Regions from separate parts of the Oryzias latipes genome. Here region 2 is linked to region 1. Evidence: chromatin contacts called from public Hi-C data. All regions are on one chromosome and are shown on one strand. Each heading gives the region's core, a stretch centred on a gene start, on an enhancer-like site or on the middle of the called end of the contact. The rest is flanking DNA. Distances are from core to core; before and after follow the strand shown.

Region 1 (6,886 bases), core at 3,902-6,401:
ACACACTGTGACAGAGATGATAAAAAAAAAAAAAGCCTTACCCCAGAGTGACGCTTTCACACCTCACTGTAGTACTTCTAACCGTATGAACATTATCTGTGTGCATGCCTCGTAATCTAGTATCATGTCATTGTGGCAAGATAATAAACGCTCAGTTGAACCTGTCTGGAGGTTTTTTGTTTTTTTTATAAAGTTCTTGTTTCAGTTCTATCAGAAGATGAACAGTGAGACAAAAAGCCAAACCAACTCGTCTATAACAGGAGGGGAATGGAAACCTGATGTGGGATATTCCTTAAATTAAAGCCCCAAAACAATCAAGAAAAGAAGTACATATAATGTTCTGTGAAGTAAAGCTGATTTCCAGTCAGAATTCCTTTATCTAGAGAACCATTATTCATCTCTTTTCTTAGGTTTATGTCTGGCTGATAGCGGCTGGGAGCTCAGCTGACCCACTGGAGGTATTTTCTGCTTGAATGAACAAAATATATGACACTGCTGTTCAGCTGAAACGCTGCATAAGGCACATTCATAATGTTTTTAGGGCTATGACAAAACTGCAGCATCAAGATAAATGTTTGCTCTATTTTTCAAATGAAAATTTAAAAAAACAACCACGTTCAGGAAAAGTTTTTTAAAGCTCTGGCTTTGATAAGTGTTTAGCCTCATTACAAAAAAACTTTTTGGTTTAGTCTTAAATACAACCGTAACCCTTGTGCTATCCTAGGCACTTTAACATTGGGAGTTGGGTCATCTAGACCCACTAGACAGTGCTCTGAACCTTTTTTCTTCAATGATTTGTGAACCTCACTGGTGTCCATGGATTACATGAAATCTTTCCACCTTTATCCACCTTTGTCATGGTAGGGAGAACACGTCAATGTGAGGGTGGGGTCATCTAAGATAGCACAAGGGATAAACATGACTAAAAGTATGTTTTTGAAGACGTTTATTTTGATCAGACAAAATGGTTAGGATTCAATTCAGTTTTTTTTATATATAACCCAATATTACAACACAGTTGTCTCAACAGTAATAGAATTCGTAAATCGTAATAGAATTTCATTAAATGTTTGCTCATTCACAAGTTTAAAAGGTATGAACCAACTAATTGTTTGTTGTGATTGAAATCTGACCCTAAAAACAAAAACAAAAATTACAGTAAATGTAAAGAGAGTTCAAGGATAATCACTGTGTTCCCATATGAATGGATTTTAGAAACATCTTTCCTGTCACAGCTGTTCACCCAGAATTCTTCTCTGAGCCTCCGGCTCTCTCTAGTGGTAAAGGGCGTGCAATGCAGGTTCTTTAGGTGAAGAAATGACATGTTTTGCAATTTCTCTTGCTGGAAAAAGATTTATTTTGAAAAATTAATAACAGTCATTAAATCATGCTTGTATGAAAAAGTAATGAATATTGCAGAAAATAATGTATTTTCAAATCTTGGTCAGTAATAAAACAGTTGGGGGATTCACCCACAGCTGATCGTGTCAAAGCAGCAGATCTGGTATCACAGCAACGCGGGTTCATCACCTTGAACTTGTTCTGTTGTCTAACTGAGGTCGGAGTACAGCTTGCTCTCGTCATCCGGAGCCACTTCCAGCTGGTTTGGTTTGTGTCGCTGCAGAGTGTGGGCTCAGGGGTTTGAGTCGTTTTTGTCACATTTTAACATGACCTTTATCCCGAGCCCTTGACGGGTGGTCTCGAAGGCCTGGACTGCCTGCTCCAGAGGGAAGCGATGGGTCACGAGGGGCTTCACGTTCACTTTACCTGAAGCCAGCATGGCGATGGCCATAGGCCAGCTGCAAACAAAGCAATAAGACAAAAGTTTTGTCTTTAAAAGTAATTTTTTTATTTTATTTCCGAACTTGTCGGCTTTTGCACACACTTTTATTCTGACGCAACCTGAAAAAAGAAGGTATGTTTCCTCACGTGTTGCAGTAGCGGAAGACCCCTCTGATGTCCACCTCCCTCACGGCCGCATTTATCAGAGGAACAGTTGCCATCTCGGCCCCAAGACCCACCAACACCACCACACCTCCAGATCGGGTTCCCTAATTTAAAATAGAATAAATAAATCAACAAAAGTTCTATCATATTGGATAAATTTTACTATTTAAAATGAGGAAATGCAGAAACAAACAATGATGACTTTTTTTTCTTTTTACCTTTGGATGTATCAGAAAGAATTAATGTATTCTACTATGTTAATACCTCCATGTTTTAGTTGATATTACGTGTGGCAGATGATATAATTGGTGAAATTTTTAATATGTAATGTATAATTTTAAGCCCAAATTAATCCAATACTACAAAAGGAACAAAAATTAACTATTAACAAACAGTAAAGTTGTTCAATATCAAAACACTCCAGGTCAGTAAGATTTGAATACAAGACTACTTGAATAACGGATCTAACAGCATCTTCTTTTTTTTACATTTAGACCTCTAAAGGCAGTAAAGATTCTTTTCACGGGTCTCCACAAAAAGAAGATCCTTCTGAAAACATACATAGATGGCAGTTTGGAGGCAGCTCTCAGCACCAGTGCATTCGATGGTGATTTGAGGCTGAACTCCCAGCAGGTCCTCCACTTTTTTGGCCAGCTGCTGGGGGCTATCGCTTTTGCTGACCGTCACCTGGAAGTCTGCACCCAGTTCTTTGGCCTTGGCCAGGCGGTCCGGGAATAAATCTGAACACACAAAGAGAGGCTTGTTACAGGTGACAGTAACTGAATGCAGGTATGTTTAAACATTTTGTTAGAATGTTTTTTCTAATGTCACTGTCAGAGGCCTGAAGATTTAACACTGAAACATTAAACATTAACATTCCTGATGGGGTTAACAATTACCTGGAGTGGCTTAGCAGCTCTTCCCACTTAAATGAAGAACTCAAAATATAACATGTTTTGTTGATAGAAAACGTTTGGGGTGATAATTAATCAAATACATTTAATCACTTTGACTTCCAATTCATTGACACCATTTCAATTTTTAAACTGTTGTCAATTTTCCAGATTTCAATTTAAAAAGTTTTTGTTACCAGTGATGACGACTTGAGAAGCTCCCATTGCCTTTGCCACAAGTAAGCAGACCAGCCCAATGGGCCCTATGTGGCAGACATGGAGAGATGGCTTCAGGCATCAGTTTATAATATTCTGTGGGATTCAGCTGACTGATCATCACTGGCTTAGACAGTGATACTAATCTGAGTTCAGTTTACCTGCACCGCAGATGAGCACGGAGCTCCCGATGGTCACTCCCGCCCGGCGGCACGCATGGATCCCCACAGAGAGAGGCTCAATGAGGGCCCCCTCCTCAAAGGTGACATTATCAGGCAATCTGGACAGAAATAGTGTCAGACAAAAACCTGCTTGTTAAGCAAGAGGCATTTATGGCATCATGTCCTTGGTGTGAAGTAATGAAGTTAGGGCTGTACGGTATGAGGAAAACTCACGATATGCGATATTAGTGATCAATATTGCGAAGACAATATAACTTGCGATAAATTAACAAATAGCAAAAACATTTCCATATCACTGCAAAGGTTTCATTTAAATAAAAGTCCAAATTCTCCAAATGACCCTCCTCTAATTAGGAGGGCAACATCTAACAGAAAAGCTCCATCCGATTGGTCAACAACATGAAGGGCTTCATCTGATTGCTCAAATGCTTACAGGGATTTATTTAATTTATTAAATAGTTCAAGTTGCCATGGAGATTGTTTCAGCACATTTAAGGTTTACCATTTATTGCGATTTTTGCTGACTATTTGCGATATGGATATTGCACAGCTTGAAGTCGTGATAGCGATAAATTTGCGATAAATAGTGCAGGCCTAAATGCAATGTTGAAAAGACTGTTACTTGTAGCAGAAGTTGGCACTGTGCGTGTAGTATTGGCACAGGTTTCCGTCATCTGGAGGTGTGGCACAGAAGAAGATGGTGGGGGACAAGTTATATCGTCCACTTTTGAAAAACTCGTCCATCTCGCGGGGTACGCCAGGTTCAATAGCCACTCTGTCCCCTAAGAAAAATCAAGAAGACTGTGCAAAAACTGACTCCTTTGTAGTATGAACTGATGATAGCATTGTAAAAAGATAAGGCTAAAGGTAGACACTTTGTTTGAGTCCTTTATGGGGCGGTAAATAATACAAAACAGATAAACATATCTAAATAATCTGTGAAACCCTATAGACCAGGTGCAGATATCATATCTGATAAGCTTTTTCTAAATGGGGAAAAAAATCAGACCAAACAGGCTGCACTCACCAACTTTAAGGTGCTTGACTTGGGAGCCAATTTTCACCACTGTTCCTGCAGCCTCGTGTCCCAGGACCATTGGCTTTGTGAGCACAAAGTCCCCAATTCGGCCATGTTGCCAGTAATGCACGTCTGATCCACAAATTCCAACAGAGTGCATCTGCAGCAAAACATCTACATGCAAGACATGACAGTCAGTCTTGTTCTTTTTCATGTTAGGATCATTTTACAAACGGAAGTCATCACAATTATTTTAAGGATTTTTCAACTGATCTGAAGTTGAGAAGAAAGAAGCAAATCTAAAGCTTGTCTATTGTAAATTTTCCGTTAAAAAATATGTCACACGCATAAAAATAACAAAATAAAAAAAGGATTTAATTTCCAGTGGACGAATTTGATCTTTTGAAACCAAACTTTCTTGTCTTTTTTACTGCATTTGCTACAGTGAGAGTAAAGGAAGCCCTGCGGAGGCTTGGACTCTGAACTGATCAATGAGGTGCTCTGAATGCTCCATGCTTACAACACAATTCTACATGCAGCCCCATCCCCCCTCCCAAAAAAAGACTTTCTTTACCATTCGGTCCTGGCTCCGGCACGGGGCGGTTTTCCTGCAAACAATAAACGTTTCAGAAGAAAACAAAGCCATTCAGTGCGTGCCAACTGAACTGCAAGCCGAACGCGAAAGTTGTCATAAGAATGTGGGGTTTCGTACAAGCCTGAGGTCTCCCTTAGAGTGTAGGACCACGGACAGATTCTCCTGAGCCATGACGGAAGCCTAACGCGGACAAAATAAAGTCGTCGAGCGTGGATCTTTCAGGGCAGAGTCTTAGAGCTCGTCAGACGCTGTCAGTGTCAAAACACATACACGACCCTCACGTAAGAACAGTCTCGGAGGGCGGGGCTGCTCTCACAACAGAGCAGTTGATTGGTCAGCTAGAAGCGGAAGAGTCCATTTAAGAGGGGTGAGCGCGAATCCATTGATGTCTGAAAACCGCTTTGGAAATTCCTTTAGTCCGCTTTTTTTTATTTAGTAAAAGTACCAGTCGTTATAAAAAAATGAACATTTTGAGGTGTTAATTTTAACTCACTAGAAAGCTAACTAAAATCGAACATTTTTAACAATTTTAACTGGCTTTTGGGCAGAGCCAATGACTGACAAACAGACAGAACCAGGATGTAAACCTATTAAGACAAATAATCATTCTTCTGCATAGTTTTTAAAATGACATGTTTCCATTTCTTTTCAGTACAAATCATACAGAAGAGACAAGTGATATTTAAACTGAGAAACTGGTTTATTGCATCAGCTCTTTGGGATTCTGGTAGAAACTGGCCTAACAAATGATAACAATGATGGCTGGTTTAATCAAATCAAACAAAGAAGAAACAAGTAAAGAGACTCAAAATAACAACTCAGAAGGTATCTGGTCTAACAAAAACTTTATTTCTCGATAGTTGATCTTAAATAATCTTAAACAGCAGAGGTTGATCTTATTTCACTTAGAAACAGGAAGAAAAACTGGTTTCTTGCAAATCAACCAATCAAATGCTTTTGTAAAACCAAATGTAGGCATTCCAAAAGGCCCAGCTTGGCAACAATGGACCTTAACATAAATGTTTAATAACCACTGCTATAAACACTGTACTGTGACAAAATACAGCGTCCATCATTTTTAGATTGTGTCAAGTTTTTTGTCAGCCTTTCTTTTGGTTATGGGGGGGGTCAAACAGACGCAGGCTCCACAGTTCAAGCATGGGAAATGCTTTGGATAATAATCACTCAGTTCACCTGAATATTTCTGCAGGCTGTCCATGCTGATGTACCCTGATGGAACCAAACAAGAAACAAGCAAACCTCCATCAATTTTTTTGGGGAGTTTCATATGAATCAATAAATAACAATCAACAGGGACAATATTCAAATTTAGAATATAGACGTTCACTTTTTAAAAATAGGCTTATTATAAATTGATCTAACTTGATGAGCCATAAAAAAAAAAACTTTAAATCTGAAAAAGATTTTGCTTAACTGCTTCCAGATGAACTGAAATCTTGTTACTTTAACATATAAGTTGATAAGGAAAAATCTTTTTGTCTTTTAAAAAACAGATAAGTTGACCATTTTTATATGTTCTTTTGACCTATTTTAAATAAAGATAAACACTTTTAGTATCACTAAAGAATAAAAAGAATACCAAACCAAACCAACAAAGACTTATTCACACTTTTATCTGTAGTAAGATGAACAAAATGGCCTCAGTAAATGTGCTGTGAGACAACTGCTGTTCATCCAGAACGCTGCTGCTCGGCTCCTGACCTAAAGGAAGTGCAATCACAGGAGCAGGTGAAAAACATGACCTTTGAAAACGAGTGTATTTGTGACATAGAAAATACGCTGGGAAGGTCACAAGCTAACTACTCCGCTCCATTCTGATGTTTGTCATGCATGTCTTCGTATGTACGTCTGATGGTGTTGGGGCTGTAAGCTAGCAGAAGAGAGTGTACATATATGCATATGTGTCTCAGTTATGGATGATGGGGGGGGGCTCTGCACCAACAGTCCCACCAACAATCTATAATAAACTACAGTCACTCTGCAAAAACCTTGTTCTAGAAATCAAGAGTTAAAA
Region 2 (6,381 bases), core at 2,055-4,554, 170 kb before region 1:
ACTGCACTCTCAGCAAAAGCTAAAACAATATCATAAATATTTTATAGTGATATTCAGCTACTCAACAGTCTCTAGGAACTAACAGGTTAGAAACTGTGCATTCCGTTTTAATTTTTCCCCACGAGCGTTCTGTCTTGCACTTTACTTTAGAATTTCATAAGTTGAACTTACCAGCTGTGGCTCCAGACACAGCTTTTGTGATTGCAGTGCTGGCAATGGTTTGATTTCTGTTCATTAGCTCCTCGAAATCTCCATCTGGAACATGTGATCTTTGGACAAACAGCAGTTATTGTACAGCGAAGACAAAATCAGTTACTTCAGACAAAACTTGCCAAATATAATGAAAAATAACAACTTTAAGCGTATTCCATTTGAGGGGAATCAGACATTTTGATATGTAGCCTGCTCTATTCCTGGTTGTGTTGGTTTGATCTCAAAGAAATTCTCAAAAGGAACATTTTTTTTTGGAGATATGAGATGAGTTTCTTACTTATGTTGGCTGTATGCATTGTTGTTGTATCCATCTTGTGGGTTGAAGAATGCAGGATTTAAATGAAAACTAGGAGAGGGTTGTCCAGGGCATTGGGGAATTTGAGGAGGAAAAAGACAGGGTGGTGAAAGTTGTGACATTCCTGGAGCCATTGGTGGGAAGAGTGGAGGTGGATGGAAAGGAAAAGGAGGAACTGGGGATGAAGGGAAGCTGTTTGCAAGTGGATGAGGTGGATGAGGTAGGTGAGGTGGAAATGGCGGTGGCGGTGGCAGTGGAGCGGGGCAAGGACTGGACTCTTGTGATGAAAACGGAGCTGGAAAGTTTTCTGCCAGATTAGGTTCTTTGGGACTTGAGTTGAGGCGCAGAGGTATACCTGTGGACAATACACTGTTAGTAAAAACTGGTATTCATATATTGATATAAATGTTTTATTCCCTTAATTTCGTGGTGCTCTTACGCTTATTTGCAACATCCTCAAACATAACGAGATTCTGGCGGGTGGCAAAGCGACAGTCTATCCTTTCTCCGTTGATTTTACACTTTGGTATTCTTTCCAGCATTTTTTTGAGGGACTCCTCTGTTTCAACCACTAACTCTGCATAGCTGCAACAGAGAGGCAACATCAAAGCATGTAAATTGAAAAAACAAATACAATATAAATACCAAACCAAGTTGTAACATGTAGTTTTTGATAGAAATAATGTAAAAGATCTCTCAAAAGCAAGTCACCCTCTTGACTGGCCATTGATTTTATTCTCGGCAAATCTGATTTCTGTGACGTCCTTCACGCCAAGCTTCTGAGCCATGCTCATGAGGTCCTTGTCAGATGTCCACTGCAGATACAGAAAAGATTGAATGGAGAAAACCACAAACGGTTAGAAGACAAGATAAACATGGACAAAAAGATTGTAGTATAAACACAAAGCTAACATACAGTTAAGGCAGATCTACACCTGCAAAAGTACAGGGTAGATCTGCTGGCTTCCAAGTAAGGAGGAACTCTGAGTCTTTGGCTTTTTAGTTTGAGGGCAGAGGCTTAGCCACCGAGGTGGTTACTAACAAGAACCATGTTTTATGTGTAAAAGCAATAAAAGAAAGAAGCTAAATACGAATTAAAAAACAACAAAGAAACATTAAGGAAATTGTTGGACTATCATTTTTAAAAATGCATTTCTAATTTCCTTATGAATATTAAAATTTGTCACAGGATTTTCATATAACTGTGTAAATTACATCCAAACCAAGAGACCAATTGTTTTTTTTTTTTAAATTAATTAACTACTGTTTGTCTTACACACATAGAAGAAATTACAAGTGTCGTGTTTTTAAGCAGGAAGAAAGTTTCACCTTTAAGAAAAAGTAAAAACGTTATCAAAAAGTCAAATATAAGATTTGAAAAAAACATTTTAATTTTCTTCCATTTATTATAACAATACGATTCTTTAATTTTAGCAACAGGTGCCTCTTTTACCATAAGGTGCTTTGGACCTCATCAACAGGAGGAAAATGACTGCACCCACCTGATGCTCAATGCTAAATTCTACTTTCGCTTTTACAGACTTACCCAGGGAAAATTTCCAATATAGATAGCCAGTCTCCTCTTTGAATTTCCTTGAGCTGTTTTCTCCATTTGGATGGATTTACCATCTTTCTTTGTTTGGGCGTGCTGCGCAGCATCCTCTTTGATATATGTCTTCTTGTCTTGATTGACAGAACCAGTTAAAACGGCATCAAAAAGTTCATTTGCTTCTGCAATTTTATCAAAATCCTGTAAAGAATAATAATAATAAAAAAAATCAGGCATAGTTTTATATCATTTGTCCATAGACAGCTGCAGTAAACACAATGAGATAAATGTCAAATTCAGGATCTCACTGGTATGAACATACAATTTATATTTTCAAATGGTCAAAAGAAATAGGGATTTAAACTAGCAATTTGTTCTAAAATATACGGTAACTGTAAGGTTACCCTCATATTTTTAGTGTGACCGTTGATTTCCTCATTTCTTAAGAAATCCGAGTTGTTGTTTTTTTGTTCGTATATTGTCAGAAAATACATTGTCACAAACGAAGTGGTATCAATATAACGAACTAGGTGCATGTTTTTTTTTCTATTATTGACTCTGAAAATGTTTTTAGCGTACCTCTGGTTCGTTCAAGCCATCATATATGTCATCGAGGTCTTGTTGTGATGTGCTGGATGATCCGGCTGCAAGCTGTGTTGCAGCCATTCCGAGAACCTCGGATGTGCAGTTCGCGCTGTTTTTTTCCGCCCACAAAATTTACAGTCTGTTTTTACAAGCACTGTCTGTAGAAATTCTCTTTCTTTGTGAATTGAGGCACCGCTAGTACTACTAGCATTAACAGTTAAAACAATGTTAACGTTTGCTGCGGAAGGCTTGCGAACAATTCACCTGATAACTACCACCAAACGCAATAAACCGGAATTTAAATGATCTAAATTGGCTTTTTAAATCAATAATCAATAAAACGTGTACTACGTTTCACGTTAAATGCACAACAATTCCATGCCAGACTACTGAATACACGCTTGCTGATTGGCTACTGCTAACGTTTTAGCATTTCAGTGAAAACGTGAACGCACCAGTGACTACCAACCGGCAAGAAAGTAAATTCCACACATAGTTCCTAGTTTAAAGTTCCTATTACGATTTGATTTAAAACAGTTGCATTTACACACCAAAAATTTAGAGTAACGCAATTCCGACATTTAAAAATGTTTTTTTCATGAAGTTGGGCATAATTACGTGAATGAGTGCCTTTAAAGTGTCTGTAGTTATGTAAAATTCGCCAACGTGAGTTTTCAGTCGGAATTTTGAAGGCGACGCACAGATTTGCTTGTGTAATTGCACAACAATCTGTCAACTTTACACAAGGAAGGTGAAGATGTTGTCTGGTCTTGTGGCGAAAAGAGTGAGTTTTTCCTTGACTTACTATTTACTTGTTTAAAACACGGTTGCCGAACAGTCAGACTTTAGAGTGGGTTAAAAAGCACGTTGAGAGAGATTGTTCCCTGCTATGTAATTGTCTCGTCGACGACCGTGTTTTATCAAACCAAACAAAGTGTAACATCGTTGTTCGTACAGAAACGGAGAAGACAAAAGTAATGTCCTTGATTTAAATCCTTGATTATATGTATATGTTTTACCTAAGAATATCTTAGTTGAGGGGAATTGTTTGATGTTAGTGCTCTTGGCTTAATGTCACTTTCTGCTTGCTGGAGAGCTTTTTCAAAAATGATCAAAACTTCTTATAATTTAAAATTTAATTAAATTTTACTTTTAGATATGCTAGGCAAAGTATGAGCTATTAAAGACATTCGTGTAACATTAGTGATTTAGTGTAAAACAGTTTTCGTACGTTTTTAATAGGAAAGGTGCTATATAAATAAAGTTTGATTTGATTATTGTCCAGTAAACATTACAAAAAGTCTTAGCAAAAAACGTTTAAATGTGTAGCCCTTTTCTATCCCTAAACAAAGTTTAATGAAACGGGCTAAAAGAGTGATTGCATAACATGACATCACGTTGAAAGGTAAATAAACTTAGCTCAAAAAGGAATGGTGTGCTTGTTAGAAAAAAGTTTTTTTTTTTTTTAAAGTGCTACGCTTTTAAGTAAAATGCTTGTGTGTAATGAGCGGCAAAGCAGAAGAGGATTTAAGTTTGAACAACCAAGACATTTCAACAAAGTACCTGTTCATTTAAGATACAAGAGGCTATAAAGTGTGTGGAAGAAGCGTATACAGTCACAACAGCCTGACTCCTCCTCGTGCTGCTCATTAGCATCATTGCACACTGCTGCAGCTGGCACTTCATCTTTCATCCGGCGTTTGTTGCAAGTCGGTTTACGTGGTTGCGTTGGTCACTGTGGCTTAAGCAGTACCCCCAAACTGTTCCCACAAGTGTTCATTGATGTCGTGGTCAGAAATACCATTCCATCCTCCAAAACTATTAAATTCTGGAGGTAGACTATGACAACCCCCATACTCAGCTTAGCTACTTATCCTGCAAATTCATTTTCCTTACTTGAAAAGTAAAACAACCCAAATGTCTTTACTTATCATAGGTTTACAATGGAATACTCAGGTGTTTCTCTGATGTCCTTTTTTGTGTGTGATTCATTCCAGCTTGTAACAGGACTGTGTCAGGCATCATGGAGACCAGCCATCACAGGGATGGTTTCATCCCGTGGTTACCGTGGAGACGCTCCTGATGACAATAAGTTTGACCTGATTGAGATCCCTTTGCCTCCATGGCTGGAAAAGCCAGACGAGCCCATCAACATCAAGAGACGCCGGCTTCTTTATGAAAGTCGCAAGAGGGGCATGTTGGAGAACTGCATCTTGCTCAGGTTGATGTCAAGTCTGGTACAATAGATCCCAGAGACCTATTGTTTCAGAATTTCTCCTTACGACATCTGCATGAATTATTCTGCATGAATTCTGCATGAATTTGGGGGGCCGTGGTGCAGCGGTAGGGCGGTCGACCCATGATCGTAATATTGCAGGTTCGATTCCCGCCTTGCACGCCCATGAGTCGATGTGTTCTTGGGCAAGACACTGAATCCGATCTTGCCCATGGTGGGAGGTTGGCGCCAGTGTTTGGCAGCGGAGCCGCCACCAGTGTGTGAATGTGTGTGTGACTGGGTCTGTGACTGTAAAACACTTTGTGCCTTGTAGGTAGAAAAGCGCTATATAAGTATACGCCATGAATTAGACTGTAATTGTCCTTAGTTATTTTAGTTTTTTTTTGCAGTTTCATGCAGGTTCTACTTACTGTCGTCTTAAACAAATATTTCCTTGATAAAGTATTTCCTTAATAAAACACCGTTCCCATGATTTAGTTTTTGTATATTTTTGGACAATTGTTTGGGCTTTTTTTTTTTTCAACAAATTTAATTTTCCTCCTTTACTTTGTCGTCATTGCGAAAGGTTCTTTCATGTGCAATGAAATCATCTCTACGGAGTATCTATGAATTTCTATTCAGGGAAGTGAGTAAAGGGTTTAATGCATTCTAATTTCTTTTGTAGTCTTTTTGCAAAGCGATACCTGAATACAATGACAGAAAGTCAGCTGCTGCAGTACGACAGACTGATTAATGAACCAAGCAATGACTGGGACATCTACTACTGGGCCACAGGTAAGATATTCATTCTCTTGTTTTTTTAATCTTGTGTTTGTTAATTTCTGGGACATTTCATTTATAACTTAAAAGCTTTCTAGCTCCAGCGTGAAATGAGAATAGTTTAGACCCAAACAATAAAACTTAAAATAGCTGTTAAGCAGTCAATGGATTTTGATCTGAGACAAATTTAGCTCATACTGTAAACATGAGGACAAAATCAATTCAATTTCAAATCATTGAATGTCCATGTTTTTATAACAGTTTCGTTGTTCTCAGCATAATTAAAGTTTGGGGGTTCAAATCTTGGCTGCTGTTTTATACAAAAAATACAAATGTAGAGATCAAGGACAGTTGATTTGGAACATCAAAGAAAAGTAGAGTCATTTAAAACGTCAATAAAAAAGGTAAAATTGAGGATAAAAGCCACTCATTGTCATTATGTGAATTGTTGACATTATAAAATATTAAAATTTGTTATGTTGGCATCATTTTTTGGCAGAGGCTTCACTGTAGAGCACACAAACTTTCATCTAATTAATAATCCCTATATCGGAGGCACACATGGGCATCCATAGTAGGACATTTCAAGATTACATATTAAGAGGGACACAATCCTGTGTAGTGTCTTTATTACCAATATACAGAAAAATATTCTTATTTTCACCAAGAGCACAATTCATATTTAATTCTCGTTGTGTCTGCCATCCGTGATACTATTTTCAGATTGTCCTAATTTGAACCGAG

What was found. A called contact is a pair of places that touch in the nucleus more often than the background predicts.
Region 2: a Hi-C map of embryo shows a contact between it and region 1, with 2.1 times the contacts expected there. The contact joins the promoter of sdhaf2 here to the promoter of sord in region 1. A contact is called at or near these places in 4 of 5 Hi-C or Micro-C datasets (embryo, fibroblasts and gastrula embryo).

What each region holds. Positions count from the first base shown.
Region 1 is chr3:18,681,961-18,688,846 of ASM223467v1, reverse strand. sord (sorbitol dehydrogenase) reads right to left here and starts at 5,151. Exons shown (of 9, transcript XM_004067027.3): 1 at 4,969-5,151; 2 at 4,831-4,864; 3 at 4,266-4,430; 4 at 3,861-4,020; 5 at 3,218-3,336; 6 at 3,038-3,103; 7 at 2,509-2,687; 8 at 1,930-2,051; 9 at 1,334-1,799. The coding sequence starts at 5,022. The coding sequence ends at 1,634. terb2 (telomere repeats-binding bouquet formation protein 2) reads right to left here. Exons shown (of 8, transcript XM_020713639.2): 7 at 6,482-6,573; 8 at 4,968-6,081. The coding sequence ends at 6,037. apba2 (amyloid-beta A4 precursor protein-binding family A member 2) reads left to right here. Exons shown (of 15, transcript XM_011489571.3): 15 at 1-165.
Region 2 is chr3:18,852,564-18,858,944 of ASM223467v1, reverse strand. It overlaps sdhaf2 (succinate dehydrogenase assembly factor 2, mitochondrial), which reads left to right and starts at 3,304. Exons shown (of 4, transcript XM_004067025.4): 1 at 3,304-3,426; 2 at 4,640-4,863; 3 at 5,543-5,652. The coding sequence starts at 3,400. cpsf7 (cleavage and polyadenylation specificity factor subunit 7) reads right to left here and starts at 3,113. Exons shown (of 9, transcript XM_004067024.4): 1 at 2,637-3,113; 2 at 2,055-2,258; 3 at 1,220-1,323; 4 at 948-1,093; 5 at 491-863; 6 at 172-269. The coding sequence starts at 2,723.